5 separate regions of the Mus musculus genome follow, and regions 1, 2, 4 and 5 are each linked to region 3. Evidence: chromatin contacts called from public HiChIP or PLAC-seq and promoter capture Hi-C data. All regions are on one chromosome and are shown on one strand. Each heading gives the region's core, a stretch centred on a gene start, on an enhancer-like site or on the middle of the called end of the contact. The rest is flanking DNA. Distances are from core to core; before and after follow the strand shown. Region 1 has its middle 8.2 kb from the start of Gm17801. Region 2 holds the start of BC003965 (cDNA sequence BC003965). Region 3 holds the start of Hmga1 (high mobility group AT-hook 1). Region 4 holds the start of Msrb1 (methionine sulfoxide reductase B1). Region 5 holds the start of Cramp1l (cramped chromatin regulator homolog 1).

What was found. Promoter capture Hi-C pulls out the DNA fragments that hold promoters and counts their contacts. HiChIP or PLAC-seq counts read pairs in DNA pulled down with a chosen protein or histone mark.
Region 1: a promoter capture Hi-C map of liver shows a contact between it and region 3, with 4 times the contacts expected there. The contact joins the enhancer-like site here to the promoter of Hmga1 in region 3. A contact is called at or near these places in 2 of 39 promoter capture datasets (both in liver).
Region 2: a contact with region 3 is called in an H3K27ac HiChIP or PLAC-seq map of regulatory T cell precursor, with 11 times the contacts expected there. The contact joins the promoter of BC003965 here to the promoter of Hmga1 in region 3. A contact is called at or near these places in 1 of 39 promoter capture datasets (pre-B cells) and 1 of 115 datasets of contacts at active chromatin or transcription factors (regulatory T cell precursor).
Region 4: a contact with region 3 is called in a promoter capture Hi-C map of pre-B cells, with 5 times the contacts expected there. The contact joins the promoter of Msrb1 here to the promoter of Hmga1 in region 3. A contact is called at or near these places in 2 of 39 promoter capture datasets (neutrophils and pre-B cells).
Region 5: a contact with region 3 is called in a promoter capture Hi-C map of pre-B cells, with 2.2 times the contacts expected there. The contact joins the promoter of Cramp1l here to the promoter of Hmga1 in region 3. A contact is called at or near these places in 1 of 39 promoter capture datasets (pre-B cells) and 2 of 9 other capture datasets (adipose tissue and liver).

What each region holds. Positions count from the first base shown.
Region 1 is chr17:25,280,922-25,283,678 of GRCm38.p6, forward strand. No RefSeq gene overlaps it. Among named protein-coding and RNA genes, the nearest start is that of Gm17801, 8.2 kb to the left of the region's middle. Within about 2 kb of position 1,325, at least 63 of the 459 cell types and tissues checked have an H3K27ac peak or open chromatin away from gene starts, as enhancers often do. A contact at or near this core is called in liver, where this site is marked.
Region 2 is chr17:25,183,150-25,185,849 of GRCm38.p6, forward strand. It overlaps BC003965 (cDNA sequence BC003965), which reads left to right and starts at 1,412. Exons shown (of 2, transcript NM_183150.2): 1 at 1,412-1,491; 2 at 1,571-2,700. The coding sequence starts at 1,460. The coding sequence ends at 1,949.
Region 3 is chr17:27,555,159-27,557,858 of GRCm38.p6, forward strand. It overlaps Hmga1 (high mobility group AT-hook 1), which reads left to right and starts at 1,416. Exons shown (of 5, transcript NM_001025427.3): 1 at 1,416-1,553.
Region 4 is chr17:24,735,177-24,737,977 of GRCm38.p6, forward strand. It overlaps Msrb1 (methionine sulfoxide reductase B1), which reads left to right and starts at 1,417. Exons shown (of 5, transcript NM_013759.3): 1 at 1,417-1,586. The coding sequence starts at 1,532. Rpl3l (ribosomal protein L3-like) reads left to right here. Exons shown (of 10, transcript NM_001163945.2): 8 at 241-336; 9 at 546-665; 10 at 824-967. The coding sequence ends at 880.
Region 5 is chr17:25,013,907-25,016,812 of GRCm38.p6, forward strand. Cramp1l (cramped chromatin regulator homolog 1) reads right to left here and starts at 1,324. Exons shown (of 21, transcript NM_020608.3): 1 at 1,221-1,324; 2 at 1-119. The coding sequence starts at 118. Ift140 (intraflagellar transport 140) reads left to right here and starts at 2,180. Exons shown (of 30, transcript NM_134126.3): 1 at 2,180-2,906.

The DNA.
Region 1 (2,757 bases), core at 75-2,574, 2.3 Mb before region 3:
TCCTGTCCAAGCAGCCAGCGGTCTCCATCATTTCTACAGTTTTGGAAGCTGCTTGCTCTGCATTTCCTGTACTTGGGCAATGTTTTCTTTCTCAGGTCTCTGATGGGGCTGAAGACTAGTTACTTAGAGTCTCACAATTAACCTGAAGTTGATTAGGATTTAAGAAAATATTTTCAGGTGTAAAAAGATTTTTTTTTTTTTGGTTTGTAATATAAGAAATGATAAAAAGCAATTTAGGAGGTGGGGCAGTGGTGGCACATGCCTGTAATCCCAGCACTTGGGAGGCAGAGGCAGGTGGATTTCTGAGTCCGAGGCCAGCCTGTTCTACAGAGTGAGTTCCAGGACAGCCAGGACCGCACAGAGAAACCCTGTCTCTGAAAATAACAACAACAACAACAACAACAACAAAAAGAAGCAATTTAGGTTCTGAACTCGGGGCTTGCCAGGGTTGGATAGGGAGTGGCGTACTTTCTCCAAGGCTACCAATACAGATGGACTAGACAATGGGAACGTAATTCTTACCTGATAGTTCTCATAATTGGTTTTTTTTTTGTTTGTTTTGTTTTGTTTTGTTTTTTTTTTTTTAGAAGAACAGGTATCATATCTTTCTCTTATATGAATTTCCTGGATTTTTTTTTCCATTTTTTATTAGGTATTTCGCTCATTTACATTTGCAATGCTATACCAAAAGTCCCCCATAGCCACCCACCCCCTCTCCCCTACCCACCCACTCCCCTTTTATGGCCCTGGCGTTCCCCTGTACTGGGGCATATAAAGTTTGCGTGTCCAATGGGCCTCTCTTTCCAGTGATGGCCGACTAGGCCATCTTTTGATGCATATGCAGCTAGAGTCAAGAGCTCCGGGGTACTGGTTAGTTCATAATGTTGTTCCACCTATAGGGTTGCAGATCCCTTTAGCTTCTTTGGTACTTTCTCTAGCTCCGTTTGTTTTGTTTTTTTGTTTTTTTTTTTTTATTCTTTGAGACAAGATTTCTCTGTATAGCCCTGGTTGTCCTGGAACTCACTCTATAGACCAGGCTGGCCTTGAACTCAGAAATCCGCCTGCCTCTGCCTCCCGAGTGCTGGGATTAAAGGCGTGCGCCACCACTGCCCCGCTCTCATAATTGTTCTTATTGTATATAGCTTATTGCTGTTAGAGAAAATCCTTTTATTGGACTAAAAGGGGGAGATGTTGGGATTTCCTTTTTGTGCACCGTGTAAAGGGTGTCTATTATTTAAGTGCCAGTTGCTGTACTGGCAGAGAGCTGGGCACAGGCTGGACTTTGGTACTGTTATCTGTATTGGATCATCACCCGCTTTAGCAGTTTGTAAACAGTCACTCCCCTTGCCTTCTGATTGGTTTAATAAAGATCTGGTGTCAGTAGGTGGGCAGGAGAGGAAAGGCGGGACTTCCGGTCGAGATAGGAACTCTGAGGAAGAATTGAGAGGCGGGAGATTCGCCAGCCAGCCAGGCATGGAGGAAATCGTACATACCAGGGCTGAGTGAGAGGTAGCAGGCCTCGAGGCACACACGGACTAAAATAAACGGGTTGATTAGGTTATATGAGCTAGTTGGGAAATAGTCTAAGTCATAGTGCCTAAGCTTTCATAAATAATAAAAGTCCGTGTCATTCAGGAGCTGGTGGGTCAGAGACACTCTGGTGATCAAGGTTACCATCCAGAGCATCTGAAGAACTACAACTCAACAGCAACACCTTTTCTAGCCCAGATCTGGATGTCTTTTGCTTCCTCCTCACACTGAAGCTATACCACTGACTCCAGGGTCTGTCAGCCTCGGCCGAGCAAGGAAGGTAGCCCTTCCTTTCTCTCTGTAATAGCCAGCCTTGGTTGGTTGTCAACGTGATTTAGAATTACCTAAAAGCCAAGCAGCTGGGCTCGCCTGAGAGAGATTTATCTTGACTGGATTTGGGACGACTAAGATATTGTTCTGTTACTGTGAGAACCTGGGGCTGGAGAGATGTCTCAGTAGTTAAGGTCACTGGCTGCTCTTCCAGAGGCTCTAAGTTCAATTTCCAGCAAATACATGGTGGCTCACAACCATTTACCCTGGGATCTGATGTCCCCTTCTAGTATGCAGGCATGCATGCACACAGAGCACTCGTACATAATAAGCAAAAAACAAAAAAACAAAAAAAACCCAAAAACCCACCATGACCAAGGCAACTTATAAAAGGAACCAATTAGGGGCTTCCGTACAGTATCTGGAAGCTTATAACCTCATGCACAGGCAACAGGCAGAGAGAGAGAGAGAGAGAGAGAGAGAGAATCTTGGCCTGGCCTTGGTCTTGGCGCCAACAAGGCCACACCACCTAACCCTTCTAAAACCATGGGGATAAGACATTCAAATATATGTGTTTATGGAAGACATTCTCATGCAAACCACTATAAAGACCATCCTAAACCTGGAGCATTCGAGGTGGGAAGAGCCACCCTAAATATGAGCCACATCTGATGGCAGCCCACATAAAAAGACATGGAAGAAGGAAGCTTTTGCTTTTTGCCTGCTTGCACTCACTCTTGTTGGCATATTCATCTACCCCGCAGCTGAGGCGTTACTTCCCTGCTATTAGAATCCATTTCTTCAGGATTCTATCAGAAACTGAAGACCCCCAGAGACAGCTCAACAAACAAGCTGAAGGACAGACTGCTTATGCTGAAATGGACTGTTGCTGAAGGCAGATGATCAGGACTGCAGCTCTGAAGGATCATCGAATCAGCAGATCTTCATGAGGGCATT
Region 2 (2,700 bases), core at 162-2,661, 2.4 Mb before region 3:
AAGGCAAGTGAGTTTGCAGGCTGCTCCCAAATCCTGCAGTTGCAACAGGTGTAAATTTCCCCCCCAAGCTTCTGGATCCAATTGATATCAGACCCCTATTTCCCTGCATGGGGAGAAGTTCAAGTCCAGTCCCCCAGCAGAGGAGTTTCAAGTGAAGACAGGACAGTTGGGCTGGGTTTTTGTAGCTGAACTTCATGTCTTCAGGAGCCAGGTTGCTGCACTGTGAGTTGTGTGTCTCCCCTCTATGCTGCCTAGTGAGGGCACCCTCTACCTTCTTGGAGTGCTGTGTAAGACTGGCCCTCACTCTAGCAGGAATATCTACATCACTAACAGCCAAAGGCTGAAGGGTCCTTTTCCTGCCTAACTTCTCCCTTGTCATGCATGCTGTGGTGCCCTCAGACACCCTCCTGAGCAAAATAAATCATGGGGACTCTGCTTGCCCAGAAAGGAACTCACAGCCCCATGAGATAGAGGAAGAGGTGTTTTTTTGTTTTTATTCATGTCACTGGTTTACAGATCAAGAATAAAATCGGAGTGATAATCATTATTGAGCCCTGCGGTAAGACCAGGTGTAATATAACTCACTCTAGCTTCTACACAGCACAGGTACTAAGAAGACAGACACCTTTAGGGCTGATCCTCTTTTTTTTTTTTTTTTTTTTGTATTTTAAATTGGGTTGATGTTAAGCTGTGTAGTACTTGGGACCAGTGATTCTCTTCTATCTGCCTCCACAGTATTGGGATTACAAGGTTGCCTGGCTGATTCTGACGATGCAGAGCTTCAATCAGCTTCCAGATCAAAAGGCCAGGTGCACGTTAGCTATGGGAGTGTAATTTCAGAATCGCCTCCCTGTAGGCTGTCCGAGATCTGGTCAGCCTATGGTCTACACAGAGCCATTTCCATTCTTCCTGAAGGCAAATGGATTCTGGGGACCTGGGATAGTCTAGGTGGAGGTGATGTTTCTACAAGCCTTTTCAAAGGGACGGCCAGGCCGGGAGGCGTTTAAGGCGCGAGGGTTTCCCGCCTCCGTGCCTGAGAGCTCGGATGGAGCGCTAAGACTGGAAGATGCGCTCATGGAGAACAGGGACCAAGTCCCTCCCGGACGATGGTCCTGGAAAGAAGCCAGCAGATGCCACGGGTTCTCAAGTCCTTGGGCATCACACTAAACAGCCTCGGGCCAAGCTCTTCGGAGAACCGAGTCTGCTTCACTTTCAATCCGCCGCGCCGGATCAGGTCTCAATGGAAGGACCCAGAACGACACAAACCCGTAAGTCGTCCAGATAGTGATCAGGGCGAGGCCGGAGACGGAAGAGCTAGCGAGAGGAAATGCATCATTTCCGTTGCGCCGCTGGACCCACGTTTTGTAGTCGTGAAATTGGATGTGAAGTTCGGCTTCCGGTTTTGTGCGACGGAAGTGACGAAAGCGCGGTGCGCCTCAGCGTGCGAGTCGAGGTCGCTATGAACAGTGTCCTGTGCTCACGGGCTGCGGGGTGAGAGCCGTGAGGTGCCGGTGCGTGAGGGTGGGAGGTGGCCGTGGCTCCGGGACGCTTACTGCTGTCTCTCTTCCAGAGCGGTCCGGGCTCTGCGGCTCGTGGGCTGGGCTTCGCGAAGTTTGCATCCGCCGCCCCGTGGCCGGTCTCCAGCTCAGCCTGCAGACAGGGAAGAGGAGGACGACGACCCCAACCTCCCGATCCAATTTTCCGGCAGCAAAGCCACCCCGATCCGCTGGACCGTGGAGCATTCCCTGGGGAAGCCGCAGCAGCGGCCCTGGTGGAAAGTGCTGCCGCTCACCCTCACACTCGTGGCTCTGGTTGTATGGTGCTACCAGAGGGAGGAGAGCGGCATGGACCTGTGGTTGAGGCAGGTGTTGGAAGAGGAGGACGAGGAGGAGCCGGAAGGTCCTCCGGAGGAGCTTGAAGCTCCGGCCCTCTACGGGGCTAGAACGTAACAGGGTGCGTGCTGAGGAAGGGACTAGGCAGCCGTCCTTTCGTTGTTGAATTTGACGATTTCTGAACTGGTTCTGCGCATGTCCTCGTTGCTTAAAGGACTTGGATGGCGCTCTTGGCGCTGAGACACAAGAACACAGCACAAAGTTGGAGGCTTGAAATCTGATCTTTGCCGAACACCAATGCCCAGTGATTACGTCCATAGAACTTTTGAGGTTCCTAGAAAAGGTTTTGGGTGCACCTTATGCTCTTGAGTTATGATGTGTTCATACAGCCTAATCATGTTTCCAGCGTTCATCTGGTGGAGGTGTTACCTGCAGTTCATTCGCTTTCCGAGACAGACTAACTGCTGAAGTGTAATTACCTATATGTGTGCAACATCAGTTGAAGCTATTTTAAAAACTAACAAATGGAAAATACATTTGGTAAAGTCTAATGAACTCAATTTTCTCACCTCCCCTTTCATCATCAAGTAGGCTTTGGTTTTTTTGTTTTGAAACACAGTCCCCCTATTTAGCTCTGGCAGGCCTAGAACTGGCTATGTAAACCAGCCTTGCTGTAGACTTAGATATCAGCCTGCTTCCTGCTTCTGCTGCCATCTTTTTTTTTTTTTTTTTCTCTTCTGCTCTTCATTCCCACATGAGAACTTAAAAACTTGACAGAAGTGGTAGGGTATGCTTGTCATCTCAACACTTATGAAACTGAGGCAGGAGGATCCTAAGTTTGGGGTCTGCTTGGGCTACGTAGGGAGGG
Region 3 (2,700 bases), core at 166-2,665:
AACTCGGCTCGCGGGGCACAAAGATGGAGGGCGCGGCGCGCTTCCACCCCGCCCCGCCCCCACGGCGGTTGCACACAAAGGGGCAGCCGCTCCTCCCCCAGACTGCCCCGGCGCCCTAGGCTCCCCTCCACCCGTTGGGAACGCCCCTCCATGACTTCCTCCTTCTCCAGGGGCACCCCTGGAACTGAGGGTCACCTGGACCTTGGTCCGGGACCCGCGGCCTGCCGTGGCCTCCCGCGCCTGACCGCTGCGCCCCACCCCCACCGAGCACGTGCTGCCCTGCGCCCAGGGCGCCATCCTACGGCCCGGGGGTGGGGGGTGGGGGGTAGCCGGGCCCGCCGCGCTCCCCACCCCCCACCGGAAACATTCCTGAGGCATTCCTGAAACTGGGAGGCCCGCCTCCCCAAGGCTCCCACCCCGCCTCCAGCCGGGCGCACGCTGGGCCCCCGCGTACCCTTCCACCGCCCGCGCGCCCCCCGAGGAGAGGGCTGACCGCGGAGGAAGGGGAACAGAGTTATGAGTCACAGTCGTGTGTCACTGGGCCCGAATTACGATTCCCTGCATCACGAGAGGTGTGGAAAGGCCGACTCGGGGAACCGAGGTGGGGAGGTGCGTCCAAGGGCCCGCGCCCGGCCTGCAGGGCGCGCCCCACCGCCCGCCATCTTCCCACTTAGGCTTCCTCCGGCCCAGCAACAAGTCTTTTGTTGACCCAGGCGCCCAGAGGCGGGAAACTCGAACCCCTGCCCTCAAGGGGCTTCCAGGCGCCCCTTGTCTTAAGTCGTAAGTCACGGGGGCGGGGAATCACACCAGAGGGACCTCGTGCTTCCTCAACACCAAGCAGCTGGCCACCCGTGGCTCCTCCCCGCGATGTCCCGGCGAGGCGGCCAATCGCTCGGCTCCTTTGAAGCCTGCACCTGGGTGGCGGCCGTTACTAGATTTAAACCGTTGGCGTTGGCCAAGTTTCACGTTTGGGTTTCACAAGACTTTGTTTTTTACGCGCCTGGAGGCCTCCGGAGACGCACACGCCGTCACCTGCTTGGTGGCAGAGGGGAATTAAGGAGAGGCCCTCGACATGGGCTGGGGGGGGGGGGCGGCGTCCGGGCCGCGAGAAGCTCCTTAGGGTACGCGTGGACGTCCGAGGGCACAGGCGTCAGCGCGCGCCTCCCCGCGAGGCCGGAGTCCACGGGGGGGCTCCTGTAGGTGTGTCCCCGGGTCCCCACTTAAACAGCAGGGCCGCCGTCACCGGTTCCTCCAACGCCAGGCTGCTCGGGAACTGTGAGAAACGAGGGCCGTCGGCGCGCGTGCCCGCGGAAACCGCGCGCACAGTGGCGAGCTACCCGCGCGCGGCGGCGGCAGCTGGCGGGCGGCCGCCCTTTTAAATCCCCGGGCTCATTTGCATGGCCCCGCCCCCCGGTGACACGGCTGGCGCGGGCGGGCCCGTCCCCCCTGCCCCTGGGTCGCTCTTTTTAAGCTCCCCTGAGCCGGGGCTGCGCTCCTCTAATTGGGACTCCGAGTCGGGGCTATTTCTGGTGTTGGCGCGGCTCCAAGAAGGCGTGAGTTCGCCGCCGCTCGGGTGGCTTCTTTTTTTCCTGTAGGTCTAGAATCTAATCACATTATTATTTATTGAGGCCGCGCACGGGCCGTGCCCAGCTTCCTGCCCCTCGCCATCCTCCAGGGGAGCGGGATCCGTCAGTGTTCCCTCGCCCCAGCTCGGATGTGACACACATCCCCGGCGGGGGCCCGGGCGGCGCGCACGCAGCGGTCTCAGCGCCTCTGCCCTCTCCCGGTTTCAGATCCGCATTTGCGACCGGCGGCGGTGGCGGCAGAGCCCAGGCCGGTGCCCTGAGCCCAGCCACGCCGCACCCGGCAGCCCCGAGCGCGCCCCGCCGGCGGCCTGCGGAGCTCGCGGTGAGTGTCCGCGGCGCGCCCGGGGGGCCTGCGGCGCGCGCTGCCCGCTTTATTCCCAGGCCCCGGGCTTGCGCGGGCCGCGGGAAAGGGGAGGCCGCACTGTGCTCGCAGGCGGCGGGGCCGGGGTGGGTGTCCGCGGGGCGCCGCGTCCTCCGGTCCCCAGGTTGAGGGTGCCCGGGTTGCGACCGTGGGGTGCGGAGACCCCGGGGAACGGCGCGCGGAGGGGGAGGGGGCGCGCGACTGCGACGAGCGCCGCTTGTGCACCCAGCGGCGCCCGTGCACCTCGCGCTCGGCGAGCCCGGCCTCAGGGAGGGGCGCGCGCTGCGCAGCGGCGGGAGGTGGGCGCGCGCCCCCCTCAGCCAGGGAAGTTCTAGAAGTGCGGGGGAGGGGCCCGGCGACCCGAGATTCCTCTCTGGCCTCTCCTCCGCCTTTCCCAGAGTAGTACTGTGCGTGGACGAGGCCGGATCGCGAGGGCCTGGGTTTCGGGGTTTCACCCCCCACCCCCACACACACCTTTGGCCCTGCCCCGCGCCTCTTCAACCTCCAGGGCCAGGCCTGCCCTCCGCCCCCACAAACTGGTTCCTCTGCTTTGCTGGGTTCTGTTAGAACTAGTCCCTTCGACTCCCCGTTTCTGCCCCCCCCCCCGCTTTGGTTTTCATGGAGAGAGGAAGGGGTTTTTTTCTTCCTGCGACTCGCACCAGGTTTCCTGCCCCCAAGGCGGGCTTGGGTGCCCCCTCTGGCAGGAAGTGGGGCCGGGCGCACCCGCGTGGCGGTGCATGTGGTCGGGGTGCG
Region 4 (2,801 bases), core at 167-2,666, 2.8 Mb before region 3:
CCGTGCTCAGCAAACCCAAACTTCTGAGCATCAGTGTGCCCACAAAAAGGCATATTGTTAAATGAGATGACACAGGAAAGATACTTAGTATTCAGTTGAGATGTTACTGCCCCCTGAGGAGTGACCCAGTGGGAAGGTATTGTCCCTGCACCCTGGGGTCTGCGCATAGGGCTCCCTCCCACTACAGCCTCCTAACTTGGCTGCCCTGTTCCTGGCTTGGTGTGGTCTGTCTCCCTGTAGGGTGGCTTCCCCCACTATGGGGAAGTGAACAATGACTTCATCATGTTAAAGGGCTGCATTGCAGGTACCAAGAAGCGAGTGATCACTCTGAGAAAGGTCAGTGCTGCTTGGCAAGCTGGGGAGTGGACTCCAGTGGCCTGTTCTGTCCTTTAGCGTGCTCTGTGGTGGGTTGTGTGGTGGGAGAGTAAAGGAAGGGGGTCTGGCAAGAGCGAGGGATTGACTGAGTCCTCCTTGGTGTGAACTGGAGGTCACAGGAGGAGTCGGGGCCCTCTGTCCTTGACATCTCTTCTCTCTTGGATACCCAGTCCCTTCTGGTGCACCACAGCCGCAGGGCCCTGGAGAATATTGAGCTCAAGTTCATTGACACCACTTCTAAGTTTGGCCACGGATGTTTTCAGACAGCGCAGGAGAAGAGGGCCTTCATGGTGAGCTAGTCCCACTTGTTCCAGAGAGGAACTAGAAGAAGGGGCCTTTTTAGCAAACCAGTAGAGCAGGCCCTAGGTGGCCCTGGCACTGGCCGTAGGTAGTATTTCTTGACTGACTCTCCTGACTAACTCTCATCTTGTCTCCTCACCTTAACCAGGGTCCCCAAAAGAAACATCTGGAGAAAGAGAAGCCGGAGACCTTGGGAAACATGTAAGATGTCTGGAATGGAGCACACCTGGGATGTAGCACTCTTGCTATCTGTCCGGTCCTTTTTGTTCAATAAAGTCCTGAGGCAACTCTCTCTGTCTGTCTCTGTGTGTCTGTCTCTCTTCCACATTCCCTGGGAGGCTTGATGTAGATCTTAAGCCTGGGTCGGAGGTTGGGTGATCCCAGACGCGGGCGCAAGGTTTAGCGCCAGATAAGAGGGCTATAGATACAGCTGGGTAGATGCGCCTCCACGCCAGTTGCACAATGGTATTAGTAGTAGCTACCATTGGCTAGTACCAATGTTTATAGCCTAGCCGCTGTACTGGAGCTTAGCATAGGTTTGGCCTTCATCTTAACAGCTAAGCTTCCTGGGAGCGGCTCCCTGGGCGGGGCCTTCTAGAGGCGGAAGTAAGGACGTGATCTCTGGGTAAACTTGGCTGGATGGGTGGGGTTTAGGGCCTATGGGAGGAGAGACTCCTTGAGGGCGGGGCTGCTAGGAGGCGGCCGTGGGGAATCCAAGAGTGACTGGTCCCCTCTAGGGGCGGGGCTTATGGCGAATCGGAAAGTGATTGGTTATTGGGACTGGGTCGGGTTTGAGTCCAGATCTTAGGGTTTTACCCGGACCTGGCTGGGAGCTTTTGCCTGTCCCGTCGCGACCATGTCGTTCTGCAGCTTCTTCGGAGGCGAGGTTTTCCAGAATCACTTCGAGCCAGGTACACCCCGTGGCATTAAAGCATACATTGCCTCCTGGGGAGCTGTGGAGTTCCCGAACCGGGACTGGGCTAGTGTGGTTGCCGAGGAGAAGCGAGCCTGGGAAAAAAGAACTTGGAGGAGGGGAGCTGGGTGGCCAGGGCATTCTGGAGCAGGAGGACTTGAGAGGAGAAGGGACATTCCGGTAGACTCTGTTCTCGAGGGGGACAGGCCTTGAACTTCAAATGTAGATCTCTCTGGGGGATTCTCTGGGCCAGATGCGTAAGGGTGATGCCACCGGATGGTGTCAGAGTGGTCTGAACTTTAGAGCGGAATGATGGTGGTATGTGGTCCAAGGTCAGTGTTGGAATTTGCCCTGACAATGTACCCCCTCGCCCACCCCACCCCCCCGCCTGCAACCCCTGATTTGCTTGGATGAGCGGACAAGCTCTGCACTTGCTGTTCAATCCGGAATGTGCTGTCCCAGATGTCTCTCCGTCCTCTGCGTTGGTTGTCAATGGGTTCTTGCCAGCATAAATGAAGTTTGACCAGTACTGTGAGAGACGTTGCTTGGCTCCCTTCTTGCTGGGTTCTGCTGATCTGGACTAATTTGGTAAAAACTATGGCACTGGCGTTCCAGGGGCAGGATCTGTTTGTTAGATGTCAGTCCTCTAGAGGGCAGGGCTGTGACAATGGGCACCTCTATAAGCCAGTTGTTGTAATACAGGGTTGCTGGGAAGAGACCTCCCTTGAATTCTTTTTGGCTACAACACTCCAGTTGCCCTCAGGCTACCCTGGCAAGCTAGACACTCACTCAGTTTTGCTTCCTCTCCAGTTCCTGATACAGGTTGAAAGAACAGTTCAGACTCCAGGGTGTCTGTCCTCAAGTGGTGGGTGACCGATGATTCAGTACCCTGCAGGTTCCCATTTTTAAGTCTTTCAAACAGTTATGTAATTCAGTTTTGCAACCATCCTTACCCCTTCCACTCATGTGATCTTTTGGGGACAGGTTGAAACCTTTCTTCCCAGCTGCTGTTTTCTGGGGTTCCCTATTTGGCTTGGAAGACTGTCCTCTAGGGCCAGTCTGTTCCTAAGACCGGAGCTGATATCCATGGTATCCAAGACTGTTGACTAGCAGAGATGCCCACTTGAGAAAGAGGACCAAGTGGTTACACTGGCAGTTAGGAGCCCTACTGTGTGGAGCTTGTCTAAGGGTAAAGGGAGGCCACTATCCGACT
Region 5 (2,906 bases), core at 74-2,573, 2.5 Mb before region 3:
CCGCCGCGTCCGCGCCGCCGGGCCCCTCTCCGTCCAGCGACTCCTCATCGGCCGTCCGCTTGCCCAGCTTCTTGAGCCCTTCCTCCCCGCTGCCGGCGTCGCCCAACTTCACTGTCATCCTGCGGCGAGAGAGACGAGGAGCGGTGAGGCGGGCGGCAGGCAGAAGTTTACCGCCGGCCTCCCAACATGGCGGCCGTTGTTTGTTCCAGCGCCGCCCGCCGCCCGCCGCCCGCCCGAGGGCCCACAGAGTGCTGAGCCCGACCGGACCGGGACCCCGCCCCGCCCTTGGATGCCCCTAACCCAGGTAGACCAACACAGCCCGGAGCCACGGAAGGCACGGCAGCATGACCTGGCCTCTGCGCTTTGGGTCCCGCAGTACCGCCGTCCCGCCACCACCTAACCCAAGGAGCCGCAGCTCATGGCCCCCAGCTTGATCCCGCCTCGCTCCCCGCACTGCCCGTGCCTCCCCTCTGCTCCCGAGCCACGCGCGATCAAGCCGCGCACCTGCCTATTGCAACGGCCCGCGCTGCCCTCCGAGCCCCTAGTGCTCCATAGGCCAAAACTGCCGCTCCCTCCAAAGCTGGCATGCAAGAGAGAGACTCTGCACTCCGGAAACCTTCCCAGGAGGGAGATGGCCCGACTACACCTCTCATTCAACAAAGCCTGTTGCATAGAACAGGTTAGAGAACACCGGAAAAGTGACAGCAAACACTGTTATGTTCCAGTCGGATCTTAAGAATAGGAACTGAACTATGTAAACAATTCTGGAAACAACAAAATTCTTGCTTTAACTTCTACCACTGTCATAAGATATCGATAAGCAAAATAATAATTATCTGTAGCTAGGAGAAATTATACTCAGAATAAACTAAAGTTCAGGTACATTCCAACATCTTAAGACAGGCTGTGTACATGATGAAGCAGGACAGAGAAACACTCCGTTCTTTAGCAGACGCTAGGTCCAACATAACTGTTGAAAACATTCCACTTAAAAAGAAAAGCAGACAGAGCAAGGTACCAATGATAACAAAGAAACAGACTGAAGGTAAAGACAGAGATGTAAAACTCGAAGTAACACCATAAAATGGTGCTGCCAAAAACGGTGTGCAATTTTCCTGTTTGGCACTGATCTTTCAAATACTACCTTAAGAAAACCCTGGCACAGAACCACACAAGACACAACCCCACGCTAAATGATTTTATGGCACAAGACTTCGAACCTATTCACTTTTAACCCCCTCACCACGGTTCCCAAAACCCTGTCATTGTGCTAGGGAGCGAAACCCATTCCCAGAACCAGCACTGCCAACAGCACCAAGCAAAATGCATCAATCCAACAGGACCCACTCGCCGGCGCGCTGGGCCCTGTCCCCAGGCACATTCCGGTCGTTCCCCAGAGGCGGTGGACTCCATAGGAGTCCGTCACCGAAACCCGTCACTTCCTGACCGTGGGAGGCGCGGGCACTGTGGGCCTCGTCCCGGCTCCACACCCTTTGTCCCATTTCGGGTGGGAGAAGCTCGCACCTTCCTGAGGAGCTGACCGCTGGCTGCACGCGGCGCAGCCCACGAATACCGCGGCCCCTCCGCGGATCCCGAAGGCTCCCAAGTGCAGCCTACGGTCACCTTTTTCATCCACGCTTCCCGGCAGCCTGGCTCCCGGATCCCGGGCCTCCGCAGAACCGACCGGGCCCGGCAGCTCCGGCTGCGGCGAAGCCGCGACGCCGGGCTGGTGGTCAGGTGTCAGGCGCGGTCACCAAGCACTGTTCCCCTTCGCAAGACCTCTCCGTGGACTGGCGCGCGGCTAACAGGGCTGACGGCACCGGTGCAGCCGCCACTCGCCCTCCCACACCCGGGACGCCGCGCTCTAAACAGTTCCGGCTACGGCGGCCGCCGGGGACCTGAAGTCGGCGCCGGAGCGGGGAGGGGCGAACGTCCCGCAAAAAAGACGAGCACGTCCAGCTTTTCTGCGGGCGCGCCCAACCAGCTAGGCTGCCATTGGTCAGCAGGCGTTACGTGCGCGCGCCCGCACGATGTACAGGGGCGGGCCCGCAACGTGGGGCGTGTTGTGACGGCAACCTCGCGCCCTTGCGGATCATGCGTCTTTTCCGATTGGCCAACCGACAGCCAATAGGATCAGCGTGCTGGCTGTGATTGGCTGAGACTATGTTGACGGATGCGTGAGAAGAAATCACCGCCTCAGCGGGGCGTCTTGAAGCGCGCGGGAACTCGGGTGGGGACTTTGCACTTTGAAAACAGGTTTAAGACCATAAATGTATCGTAGCATAGTCCACTAACACTTTTCCTATTCGAAGCGATAAGGAAATGTGTTTTTAAAACTCTAATGCTTATGCATGTGGCGTTTGAAAAAAGTATCCCAGTTTGCAGGAGGTCCCCGCCTCTGGTTATCCCCTTGGCTCATTGGCGTGGACCGTGCTACTGCGCCTGCTCTTCAGCGACACTCGCCGTTGGCTAACACTGGCTAAAGTGCACACGGTCACCCAGGGAACCCTGTGCCTAGCTGCTGCAAGCCTCTGCTGAGTACCGCTTGCAGCGGTCTCTCGAGGCATCAACGCGCCACGCGCCGGGGCGGTGTCCGGTACTCAGAACGTTCCAGAGAAGCTCTCGAGCCGCGCCTCCCCATCCGATGCAATGCAACTAAGCTCCGCGAGGTGCCGACTGATGGCCTGCGTGGGGTAGGCAGGATGAACTCGGGGAGAAAAGTATTAGGAGCCTTGACGCAGCTTGCCCCGAGTAGCAAATAGATCTGGCCCACCCATCAGCGGAAAACCCAAACTGGTCCTAAAGTGGGCCTAAGACTCAGAGCTGCGCCGGGAGGTACCGACTGTTTTCGGTTCTTTCCGCCGCAAGTCACCAGTGGTCGTTTCGGGAGGCATCGGAGGCGCGGC